Linked DNA regions of Gossypium hirsutum: regions 1 and 3 are each linked to region 2. The links are chromatin contacts, called in public Hi-C maps. All regions are on one chromosome and are shown on one strand. The core of a region is the stretch at or near the end of the contact, and the rest is flanking DNA. Distances in the headings are between cores, read along the strand shown. Region 1 holds the start of LOC107929394 (NADH dehydrogenase [ubiquinone] 1 beta subcomplex subunit 8, mitochondrial). Region 2 has its middle 21 kb from the start of LOC107929368. Region 3 holds the start of LOC107929369 (14 kDa proline-rich protein DC2.15).

Region 1 (3,689 bases), core at 527-3,026, 130 kb after region 2:
AAACCCAAAGCAAGCGGAAGACTTCCACTTACCTAGCTGAAACATCATTGTTTAAATAGCACGAGTAAACAGTGGTTTCCATTGATTTACCATAAAATATCTAATGTGAACTCTCAAGAACTTCAATTATACCTTTCAAAAACAAAATAACCTTAATTATCTATGCAATTGACATGGCAGTGCTAGCGTATTGTCCAAAGATATACCCTAAAAAGGCTTCTTGCGAATCCCAAAATATATTGTCAAAGTTGCTAGCTGAGCATGAGACGGATTTCAAACTCCAGCAGGCAGAACAATGAGGCAGAAGGCCAAACTAGCCCCTAATAGAAGGGCTTTCCTCAACAATTCAACACATCTAACAGGGGAAATGCATTTCTGAAAACATTTCTAAGTTCATCAGAGAATAAAGCAGGTGAAAACCAAAGACAAGGGCCTTCTATCGTGAACCTTTGCAAAATTCATCCTCTCAACCATAATAATTGTTAAGAAAACAGACTAGAGTCCTCTAGGATGAAATATCTTCCATCTTAAAGCAGGTAGCTCACATATCCCCCTATTCTGGGATTATGACTCACTCGAGCTTGAAGTTCAAAATTTCTCAGCATAAAACATGAGTGACATTATGGTACCATTTGATTCGATCACTATCCTACATTCCTATCTTCCCAATTTTAAACATATCCAAAACACCACTAAGCTACAAATATTAATATTACATGAATACGTTAAAAAAACTATAAGGTAGCATTTGGGGTCTTGGATTTCAAACTTTGGATTTGAATTTCGAGAATAGTGCAAATTGAGTGATAATACACATACAAATATATTACTCATGATTATTTCTCAAATCCGTGGATTTGTTGGATGCCTAGTAGTGAATTTGAAATTCCCAATGAATTTGACAAATTCATGATTTTTATACTTTCCAAAAACGCATTATATTGAAACTCATCTAATTTATTCAAAATATATACAATTCATTCTCACAATTTATATAGCAAATGAAATCCAAATCCAAGATTTTCAATTTCATATTCCCAAATGCAGCATAAAGAAAATTGAATTGAACTAAGGCAAACTCAACTAATAAAGTCAGAGATTTGAACTCACGAATGGAATCTTGGAGGCCTTATCATTCCACCAAGCCAAAAAACCCAACGATGCAAAGAAGCTCAAGCCTCCACACATCCAAGCTAATGCCTCGTACTACTCCCAGAAAAATGAAACATAGGAACAAGAACAGAGAAAAAAAAAGAGTCAGTTTCTTCAAATAATCCAAAATCCCACAACCATAAAACACAAGTGAACATTTAAATAGAGAACTTACTTACCTTTCCGACAGTATCAGCGATTCGATCAATACAAGGTTCTGGAAATGCAGTTCCATTGTCCCAAATTAGCTCGTCATTTACAGGAAGCTGAAAGGGTCCAGCAGGAGTAAAATTGTAAGGTTTTGGGTTAGTCTTTTTAATGATTATCACTGAATAGATCTGAAGAATTATGAAGTGATTGAGCTTACGGGCTTGTCGGGAACGATATGTTTGCCGACAGGGAGACCCATACCGGAACGGAGTCGAAAAGAAGAGGCGACGGAGCGCGATACGACGCCAGTTCCGCCCATTATACGCGACGCTACGTTGCTCAATCTTCCTGCCATTTCTTTTCTCCTCGGAACTTTCTGCAGAACCAAACTCTGGTTTCTGAATTAATATTTTGCTATGACTAATTCCAATGGGCCATTTGCCCACGATATTCAAGCGCCCATCTATATGGACCTATGGAAACTTTTTAGTGTTAAACTTGTGATATTTTAATAGGTTTGATTTTCACCTTACCTAAACTGTTTCTAAATATATTCTAGTTAGTCCAAATTTATTTTGATTCAAATCCGAATATATTCTACATATTTGGAGCTGTGAGCCTATTTGTATTTATAATTGTTTAAGTACATATTACAAATTGAGGGAGGAAATACAGCAATAGAGTTTGAACCTTAGTCAACAAAAGGTTTAATCGCTATTCGTTAACGCTTTAAAAATTTTAAATATTTTTTTTTCAAAAATTTGGTTTAAGATAAATACTTAACTTGACTTTGAAATTAAGCTTTTTTCGTCCCAAGGTTCTATTATCACCTAAAGTTTCCTTTTATCTTGAAATCACATACAAGAGTATTTAAATTCCTTCAACCCTGAGCGGTTTAAAGAGTCCATAACTTCTTTAGGGTCCTTATATAACCCATTGGTGCCTAGCACGTCGATCCCTCAAAGTTTTTATGGTTTCTTTATTTTTATTAACCTCATAGTTATAGCTCCCTAAGAGGAGTTTGAGGAGTTCATGTGGCACATCCATGATTGCCCCTCGCATTTCATAGACTCGTCATCATAAGATGCCCCAAGTAGCAACGATCTTTTCCTCCAAAAAGTTCGAATGCCCCACTCAAGCTCCCTTTATGATCACCTTGGTACTTGACACACTGGTCCTTAAGGCCTTCGTAATCTTTCCCCCGATTTTACTCAAAGGTTTCGACCCTCAAAAACCAATAGGAGTTAAGGAGTATACAAGCCACCTATAGAGTCCCATCGATACAAGAAAAAATGTGAGTGTAGGGGTATGATGAGCAAATGCTTATATATTTTACGTCTTAATTCCCTCACATTTGCATTGTTCTTAATTGGTTTTTAGTTAGTTTTGTATAAATAGGTCCATTTTACCATTAGTTATTGAAAAAAATTAGTTTGAAGTTATTCTTAATGTTTTTTGTGTTCTTGAGTTAAAAAGCCTTTTCAAGGACTTCTTATAGGTATTGGATAAAGTCCAAGAGAGAAAAAACATATTCGAAAGAGGTGGAAAGAGGAAAATGCAAAAAGTATGAATCTACCTGCAAATATTTCACTTTACATAAACACAAAAAGTATGAATATATTCTACTTTCCGTCAGTACTCAAGTTTCAAATTTGTGAGATTTATTAAATTAATTGGGCTTTTGGTCTTTTCTGCTCTAGCTTGAGATTTTGCCTTAGAAAAGGCTTGTAAATAGTAGAAGCATGTTGGATTCCTTAGGCTACCTTAAACTTTTGATTACGTTTTCTTAGGTTAGAGAGTTTGGAGAGTTTGGTTTAATAGTTTTTTTTTTTGTTTTTAGTTTTGTAATAATTTGTTTTTACTTTAAACTTTTAATTTTCTTGTAAATTGCAATAACTCTTTTGGAGATTCTTTATTATTAAGTTGTATTAATTTTATGTAATGCTTTAGTTGTCATACCTCATTTTAATACCTTTTATGTTGTTTTCAAATTTAAAATGAGCAAAATTATTTATGCGGATGAGAGATCCTTAGGTTAGTGGCTTAGTAATTGAAATAGGATTAAAACTTAGCTTAAGAATAAGACAACGATTTAATTCTGTAATTTGTGCTCATGTATTAATTCTAGTTGACTACTATGTTGATATAATTCCTAAAGAGACACTGAGGTTGAGAGAACTTCGCTACTCTACTTTAGTGATCTAATAAGAAATTACCCAAAAATGCTTTTAGGAAAAACAACCAACTAGGGACCACATTGCACTGTTGGAAAAATCGGTTATTGTGCAACAAAACTTGAAATTTTTTCATAAAACTAGATCTTTGGTTGTGATATCTATAGTAATAAATCCCACCAAATTTAGTTCTTGTGTTTTCCAGCTAAAGAG
Region 2 (3,773 bases), core at 13-2,512:
CTGATTTAATGTGAGATAATTAGGCCTATTTTAGAACGAGGTGGGGGAGGGTTATTATTATTATTTAAAATTAATATAATTATTTTTATTTAATATTAATATAAAATTTAAAGTTTTTATTATATATTTTGAAAATATTTGTGTATTTTTATATATTCTTTGAATTTTTTAGAATTAGGATTAAATTGAGAATATTTGTAAATTTTGAGTGTTAAATGTTAAAATTATGACTAAATCGATATAATATGTAAAAATTGAGGGTTAAATTTGTTATTATATCGATTTTTTAACTATCATGTTAACTTGTCGCTTGTGATTTTAACAGGAGTGACCAAAATGACCGAACTATTTAACGTGAGTGCTTGCTTAAATTGCAAAATTTTTATTTTGGGTGCCTAAAATGAAACTTTTTATAGTTGAGTGTAGAGCTGTTCATTGGCCAGATTGGGTCAGGTTCGAGTCGGGCCTAAGCATTATATTAACATGCTTTGTGGTTGCCCAAGCCCGACCCAACACAAAATATGGGCCTAAAATTTTACCAAAACCTGCCTATATTTGTAACTTGCTAACCCAAGACCATTTTGTGTCGATCCATATTATTTTTAATTTTTTAAAAAATGTATATTTATATTATTTTTAATTTAATAATTTTAATTTATTAAAATTTTATATACAGACATCTTAAGAATGTTTTTAATGTTTACATTATGGTACTAGTATAGAATATTATAGATTTAAATTTTATATGTTATAAATAACAAAATATAAAATATTAAAAATTTATAAAATGAGTCCGACCTATTTTTTATTGTCCAAGTTCATTTTTTGTGCCTAATATTTCCATCCAAATCCTGTTAAATTTTGAATGAATTTTTAGACTTAACTAATGATTATTTACGTAGGGTATCGAAAGAAAAAAAAGTGTGGCCCTATGGTTTTTGTCCATTGCGAGCATATGTAGGTGGTTTTGAAGGAAATGGTATTATAAGAAAGGAAATGGTAAGTAGATTAAGTGGAAAAGATGAGTATTATAAGGGGATCTCTTGTGGCAATTGTATAACCCACATGCATGCTTCTTTGTACAAGTATTTGTTTAGATGTCAAAACCTCCAGTTTTTGCTTCGCTGGAGTGAAGTGAAAGCGTATTAAAGGGAGAAAGAGAGATTCATTGTGAAAAATAAGAAAATGGTATTTGGTTTGGTTGTTTGGACAGAGTTTATGAAACTGAAAATGAGAGTTATGTGAAAAGTGGTCCAACTAAGGGTGGTGTGATTTAGCACAACTGGGGTGGGTTTGGGCTTCATCTTCCATTAATGGGCATTGCGTGACAATGCCCTGAAAGAATACTGATTTAATGATAATAAAACAATAAGCTTCCATATAAAATATTGAAAATTTTGTAAAATTTGCCTTTCAATCTCGACGAGACGTCTTTCTTTTGATGATAATGTTTGTTCTTTCTGCAAAATTAATAGGGAAATTAGAGCCTCTTTTGATTTGGTTCTCTTTACTCTGTTTTGATTCCCTACATTTTTCTTTCATTGATTCAAACAACATCACATAAATATTAAATATGCAAATTATTTGAATCAACTAATATCATAATTTTTTTTCAGAGTCATTATAAGATAATAGTAGAATTGCAGTTTCAGTTTCTCCACTATGCTCATATTTGAGATTTAGGTTTTTATATTTTAATTTAACATAATTTGGGGATCCATTTTTATAATGACATTAGTCAACCAAAATAGTTAACATTTTAACTATATAAATTAAAATGATTACTTGAATTTCTCTTAAAAACACCTTTCCGACCCACTATATATATACACACACATAATTTTTGCATGAAGTTGGAAAGAGTATTTTTAAGAAAAAGAACCAAGCTCAACATTTTGACTATAATAATTAAGGATATCAACTATTTCAACAAACTAATGTTATTATGTAGATGAACCAAATTATATTAAACTAAATAATAGATACTTCTAAACTTAAACATAGTCGAGAGACCATAATAATAATTTGATCTCAAATAATTTATGCCTACTACAATCATTAATCATTTGATTTAATAAAAAAGTTTGATATTTTTATATAAAAAAAGAGTTTTTTATTTAAATTTATTTAAAGTAAAGTTTGATATTTTATTTAAATTTTATCTAATATTTACCTAAAATAATAAAATATATGTGTATATGCGTTACTAGTGAAAAAAAAGATGTTTAAATAAAATTTATTCACATTTTATTATTGATGTTAATTACTTTTGGTTCACAATATTATTTATAAAATTTTAAGAAAAAAACTATAAAAGAAATGTGCCCAAGCGAAGTTGGAGAAATTATACTATAATAATAGTAGTAGTTAAAAATTCAATATTATCTTTATATAATATTATTTATTTATATTATTATTTAAATTTTTTTGGTTTTTTCTTCAATTAATTTGGTGGGTCGAAAAAAAAAAGATTTGGTGTGGGTTCATCTCAAAAGAAAATATATTAGATAATTATTTGATGGCATATTTTATATTTTATTTCTTTTAATTATTTAAATATATTAGATAATTATTTAAGTTTATTTGGTTTACTAATTTGGAGGATTTGGAAAAATCGGAACCTTTTTCTTTTTTAAGGTGTTTCATGGAACACAGGTGAGATTGTTAAGATTTCTTATATATGAGTAAAAGAATTTGTTTCTTTTCACAAGGAGGATGTATCTAGACGGAATGGGCAAAGTTTAGTTGTTGAGATGTTGGAAAGTTGGATCAAACTATACATTGACCGGGCGGTTTAGATTGTTTCGGGGGATGTTGCAGCAGGGGAGTCATAAAAAATAGAAACGGGGATTGGATTATGGGAAAAAAAATATTTGGGCAATTGCTCACTCTTTTATGCTGAACTATAGGGTGATGGTGAACAAAATCCGATTCGATTCGAAATACTTGATAAAAATTTAAAATTTAAATTAAATAGTTCGAGTTATTCGAGTTATTTTGATTAACTCGAATGAAAAAAAATCAAAATTTTCGGTTTAACTCGAACATGAATTACACAATTTGAGTTATCCGAAAATTCGAATAATAAAAGACAAAACTACATTGTTTCGATAAATGTTTACCCATTAAGTTAAAAGTAAAACCATTGTATTGTTTATGTAGTTAAATAATCTTATACTTCGTCTACTAGTTAAATAATCGGTTCATGTAAACGCAACATTAAGTATAAATAATAAGATTCATTAACTCGACTCGAGTTTTTTTAACTCGATTCAATTAAAAAAAAATCTAAAAATGAGATTGGTTGCTAAAATAGGATTCGTAAACTCAAGTAACTCAAATTTTTTTGATTCGATTCGACTCAACTCGATTGAATACTCACCCCTACTATGGGGTATTCTTGATGGATTAGCTTTCATTTATAACAAAAGCTATGATGGTGTATAGATACAAACCAATAGCTTAGAGGTGGTTAAAGCCATTAATAATTTCTCCTTGTCAAGTTCGAACTCTTCCCTTATTAGACATATTCATCACTTGTTGCTGAATGAAGGTTCGTGGGATATTCAATATCTTTTTAGGGATTGCAATAAAATTGTAGATTGCTTGGCCAAAATGGCTTTTAATACATACCAAAGTCTAGAAACTTTTGAGGAGATCCAGAGAGAGGGTGCTAACACTTTCTCATACGACCCAAATAAGTGATAGCTCAGGTTAGAGATTTATTATGTAGTTAAATTATTATTTTTTTATTTTTATAAAGCCCTGAGTAA
Region 3 (3,577 bases), core at 957-3,456, 79 kb after region 2:
GCAGTTTAGACGCATATCACATAAAGTAAATTTGTTTGTATTATAGAATTGGGTCCAAATTAAAAAAGAAGGAATATAATACATTGGATCCATTTTGAAGGCTTGAATGATTTGCGGTTGAGATCTTTCACGGGTTGCTAATCATATACTTAAAAACGAAATGTTGGTTTGATAGAAGCTTAATTAATAACAAGCTCTCTTAATAAAGTCGTATATTCCCCTCATATGAACTAGGGCTGGATATTCAAGATTGTTAGGTCTCATTATACCCAACAAGTTTTCTTGGAAATCTCTTATATAAGCATCCAATTTAATAACAAAAATAAAAATTAAAACCAAATTGTATGCAGCTGACAATGTCAATATCTGGTCAAACAAATACTTTCTTGGTAAAATCTTTTCAACTTTCGATGGTGAATTTTGTTTGTGAAAATGTTTTTATTTTATTTTATTTTCTATTTTCATTTTTTAAAAAAACAATAGATTTTAGTAAAACTTGACATGACAAATGAGTTAAAAATTGATGCTTGTTTTTAAATTATATTTAAAATATTGGACATTGAGGATGGGTGTGACAAAACAATTTCAATGAAATTATAAGGAATGAACTACAAATTAAGAGATTGTTTATTCTGTATTTGCAATCAACTTCTCATATATTGAATCACATCTGTCAAAGGGAATCAAGCTAAAGATTTTGTGTCAAGTTTTACAGACATATGGTGACAATATATATTGTCCACCTCTGCCACGTGGGAACCTGTTTTTAGTTTTTCTTTTGATAAAAAAACCCTGCCTTACCTGGATCCACTTAGCTTAAGTTGAAGATAAAATTAATATTGACTTCATTAAGTTTCAGTAATTTCTGTAGTGGAAAGAAAAATCTGGTTTCAGTCAAGACATGACAATGTATATTATTGTAAATGGAATTCTTTTTCAGATGAGGGCACGGAGTCTATGGTGGAACCCAATACTCATCCGTCATACTTCTGTGAGATATTCATTTTTTTCTTTTTCTTAAGTAACATGAATTTTTTACAAGTATATATTTGTAAAGAGGAGATTCACAAGCTTCTCAAGGCTGCTAAATTTTTTTTTGAAATATGACTTTTTTGAAAAAACATATGGTTCTAAATACAAATTATTCTAAATAATGGTTATTCTAAACATAATTATTCCCAAAACGTTATTATTCTAACCAGAGTTGTTTTGAACTTTAGCTAAACTTTATTATGAACAAAGTTATTTTGGACATAATTATTTTCAAATAACAATTATTTTAAACAACAATTATTCTTAACTAGAGTTATTGTTCTGAAGGAAATATTCTTGATAATACAATTTCTTCAAATATAATATTTTTATCTTAAGGAAGAGATAACATGTTTACCTACAATTCCAACATTGTTCTTCAGCCTAGAAAACTTCCATTGACAACATGCAAACCTAGAAACCATCCCTTATGTTGGATTGGGATCATTAGCTCATTACAATGATCAGTATCTAGCTGCAAGTTCTTTTGGGATCTTGAAATTCGAGGTAAATGTGAATGATGTCTTTGTTGACTTTTGGATTAACATGCCATGAAGATGCAGGATGCATTCAGGATTGGGATATAGCACAATCAAAACAAAACAAAACGAAACCGAAGATCAACATGAAGGTCTGACAAGATAGCCTTCAACACGGAAGTAATTATGTTGTTTTGAACCTAAATCTGTTTTTGTCTTCAGTAGTTAGTTGTTGTAATTATCCGAATTTGGAACGGATGAGATAATAAAAGTAAACGATGTAGATACTTAAATATTAAGTATTAACTACCATGTGTTGAAGACAATTAAAGCAACCCATTGTTTGAACATTAAATTCTGTACCTTTTTGTCCAATAATTAGCCTGATAATGCTCCTCGGATGAAAAATATACATAGATCAAGTGATTTCACGATCCCATTATCTTCCATAATTAAAGGTTGGGATGCAAACATCTTAATATGAAATGCTGTTGCAAAACGAATAATTTGATGCTAGGAGCAGTGGTAACATGGCAATGTGCTAATATTCACCTCATAATCACAAACGTCCATATTTCACGAACATCGTCTCCTAAGCCAGCTCAAATCGCAGAATGAAAGCGATATATGATTCAATTTTATGAATTAAGCTGACGTTAAAAACAACCAAGTCGCCCTCTTGAAACACTATAAACCTCACCCTTCACTCCAAATTCTCCATTCTCAGAGTATATTACTCTACTTCTACTTTAGGCACGAAGCTCCTAGGATTTGAGAGAGATGGCTTCGAAAAGGTTAGCATCGCTTACCCTCTTTCTTGTACTCAACATTCTCTTCTTTTCTCTAGTCAGTGCTCGTGGTTCTTGCCCTTCCCCCAGCCCAAAACGAAACCCAAAGCCCACTCCCTCCCCATCCCCTTGTGCGAAAGGTAAATGCCCCATTGATGCCCTTAAATTAGGTGTATGTGCTAATATACTTGGTTTGGCTAATGTCACCATTGGTACACCCCCAGTCCAACCATGTTGCTCCCTTCTCCAAGGTCTTACTGATCTTGAAGCTGCTGTTTGCCTTTGCACAGCAATCAAAGCTAATATTTTAGGCATCAACCTTAATGTCCCGGTTTCTCTCAACTTGCTTCTCAACATCTGCTCAAGGAAAGTTCCATCTTACTTCCAATTTCCCTAATCATGATGTCAAAATCTCTCGTCTTGGTGTTTTTTGTGGTTTGAAAGTTCTAATTATTTCCAATTCCACTTCCCAGTGATAATTGCTTGCGGTAGCGTTTGTTTCCTAGTTGATACAAAATAAGTGTACTACCTTTTTTCTTTACAAATGTTTTTTTTTTTGTAAATTTAAGGCAAAATGAAAGTCTAATATCATTCAGTTTGTGATCATAACCATGAGTTACGCTAAACATGTAAGTTATGTTAGGATTATTTTATTTTATTAAGCATCATTAGTGATGGGATTTTTTGGATTGAATCAAATTTATTTCCCAAATAAAATTAAAGATATATTAACTTCATAATACATTAAATTGGACCTCTGATTAAATTTTAATTTATTTGTAGTGTTCATTGTGTATTAACTTTAGTCCAAATCAAGTATATAGCTATAGTATAGTTTGATGTACAAAAGGTTAAAGTGTTTCAAACTAGTATAGTATTAAGTACGTTGGATGGGTAGTGGTAAAACTAGAGGTGCAAGCAAGGGCCTTGGCCCATCCTTAGTCAAATGCGAAAAATTTTCCTTTCAAAAGTAAAATCTTTCCATTTAAGCTTTTAACTTTTGAATGAATGGATAATTTATTTCTTTGCCCTCTAAAAAAATTTAATAATGCAATTTAAAAATTTTTAACACAAAATTTTAGCCCTGGTTTGTTCAAAATTTTATACTTTTAGTCCCCTAAATAAAATTCCTAACTTCGCCTCTAACGTTGGGTATACAATTGGTGCATGGTGTAACATTGCTTATAAGAGATCATGACTCTCACAAAGAGTCAATATATCCTCTTAAAGGTATTATATCATTGATGGAAATTGAGCATGGTTATAGATCATTTATGA

The links. Hi-C and Micro-C count contacts between places; a contact is called where the count stands out from the background.
Region 1: a Hi-C map of leaf shows a contact between it and region 2, with 2.3 times the contacts expected there. The contact joins the promoter of LOC107929394 here to the enhancer-like site in region 2. A contact is called at or near these places in 5 of 34 Hi-C or Micro-C datasets (leaf and petal).
Region 3: a contact with region 2 is called in a Hi-C map of leaf, with 2.3 times the contacts expected there. The contact joins the promoter of LOC107929369 here to the enhancer-like site in region 2. A contact is called at or near these places in 6 of 34 Hi-C or Micro-C datasets (leaf, petal and seedling).

What each region holds. Positions count from the first base shown.
Region 1 is chrD08:58,704,898-58,708,586 of Gossypium_hirsutum_v2.1, forward strand. LOC107929394 (NADH dehydrogenase [ubiquinone] 1 beta subcomplex subunit 8, mitochondrial) reads right to left here and starts at 1,777. Exons shown (of 6, transcript XR_001692808.2): 1 at 1,520-1,777; 2 at 1,332-1,418; 3 at 1,111-1,206.
Region 2 is chrD08:58,577,934-58,581,706 of Gossypium_hirsutum_v2.1, forward strand. No RefSeq gene overlaps it. Among protein-coding and RNA genes, the nearest start is that of LOC107929368, 21 kb to the right of the region's middle. Within about 2 kb of position 1,263, at least 1 of the 9 cell types and tissues checked has an H3K27ac peak or open chromatin away from gene starts, as enhancers often do. A contact at or near this core is called in leaf, where this site is marked.
Region 3 is chrD08:58,655,822-58,659,398 of Gossypium_hirsutum_v2.1, forward strand. It overlaps LOC107929369 (14 kDa proline-rich protein DC2.15), which reads left to right and starts at 2,207. Exons shown (of 1, transcript XM_016860769.2): 1 at 2,207-2,893. The coding sequence starts at 2,292. The coding sequence ends at 2,696.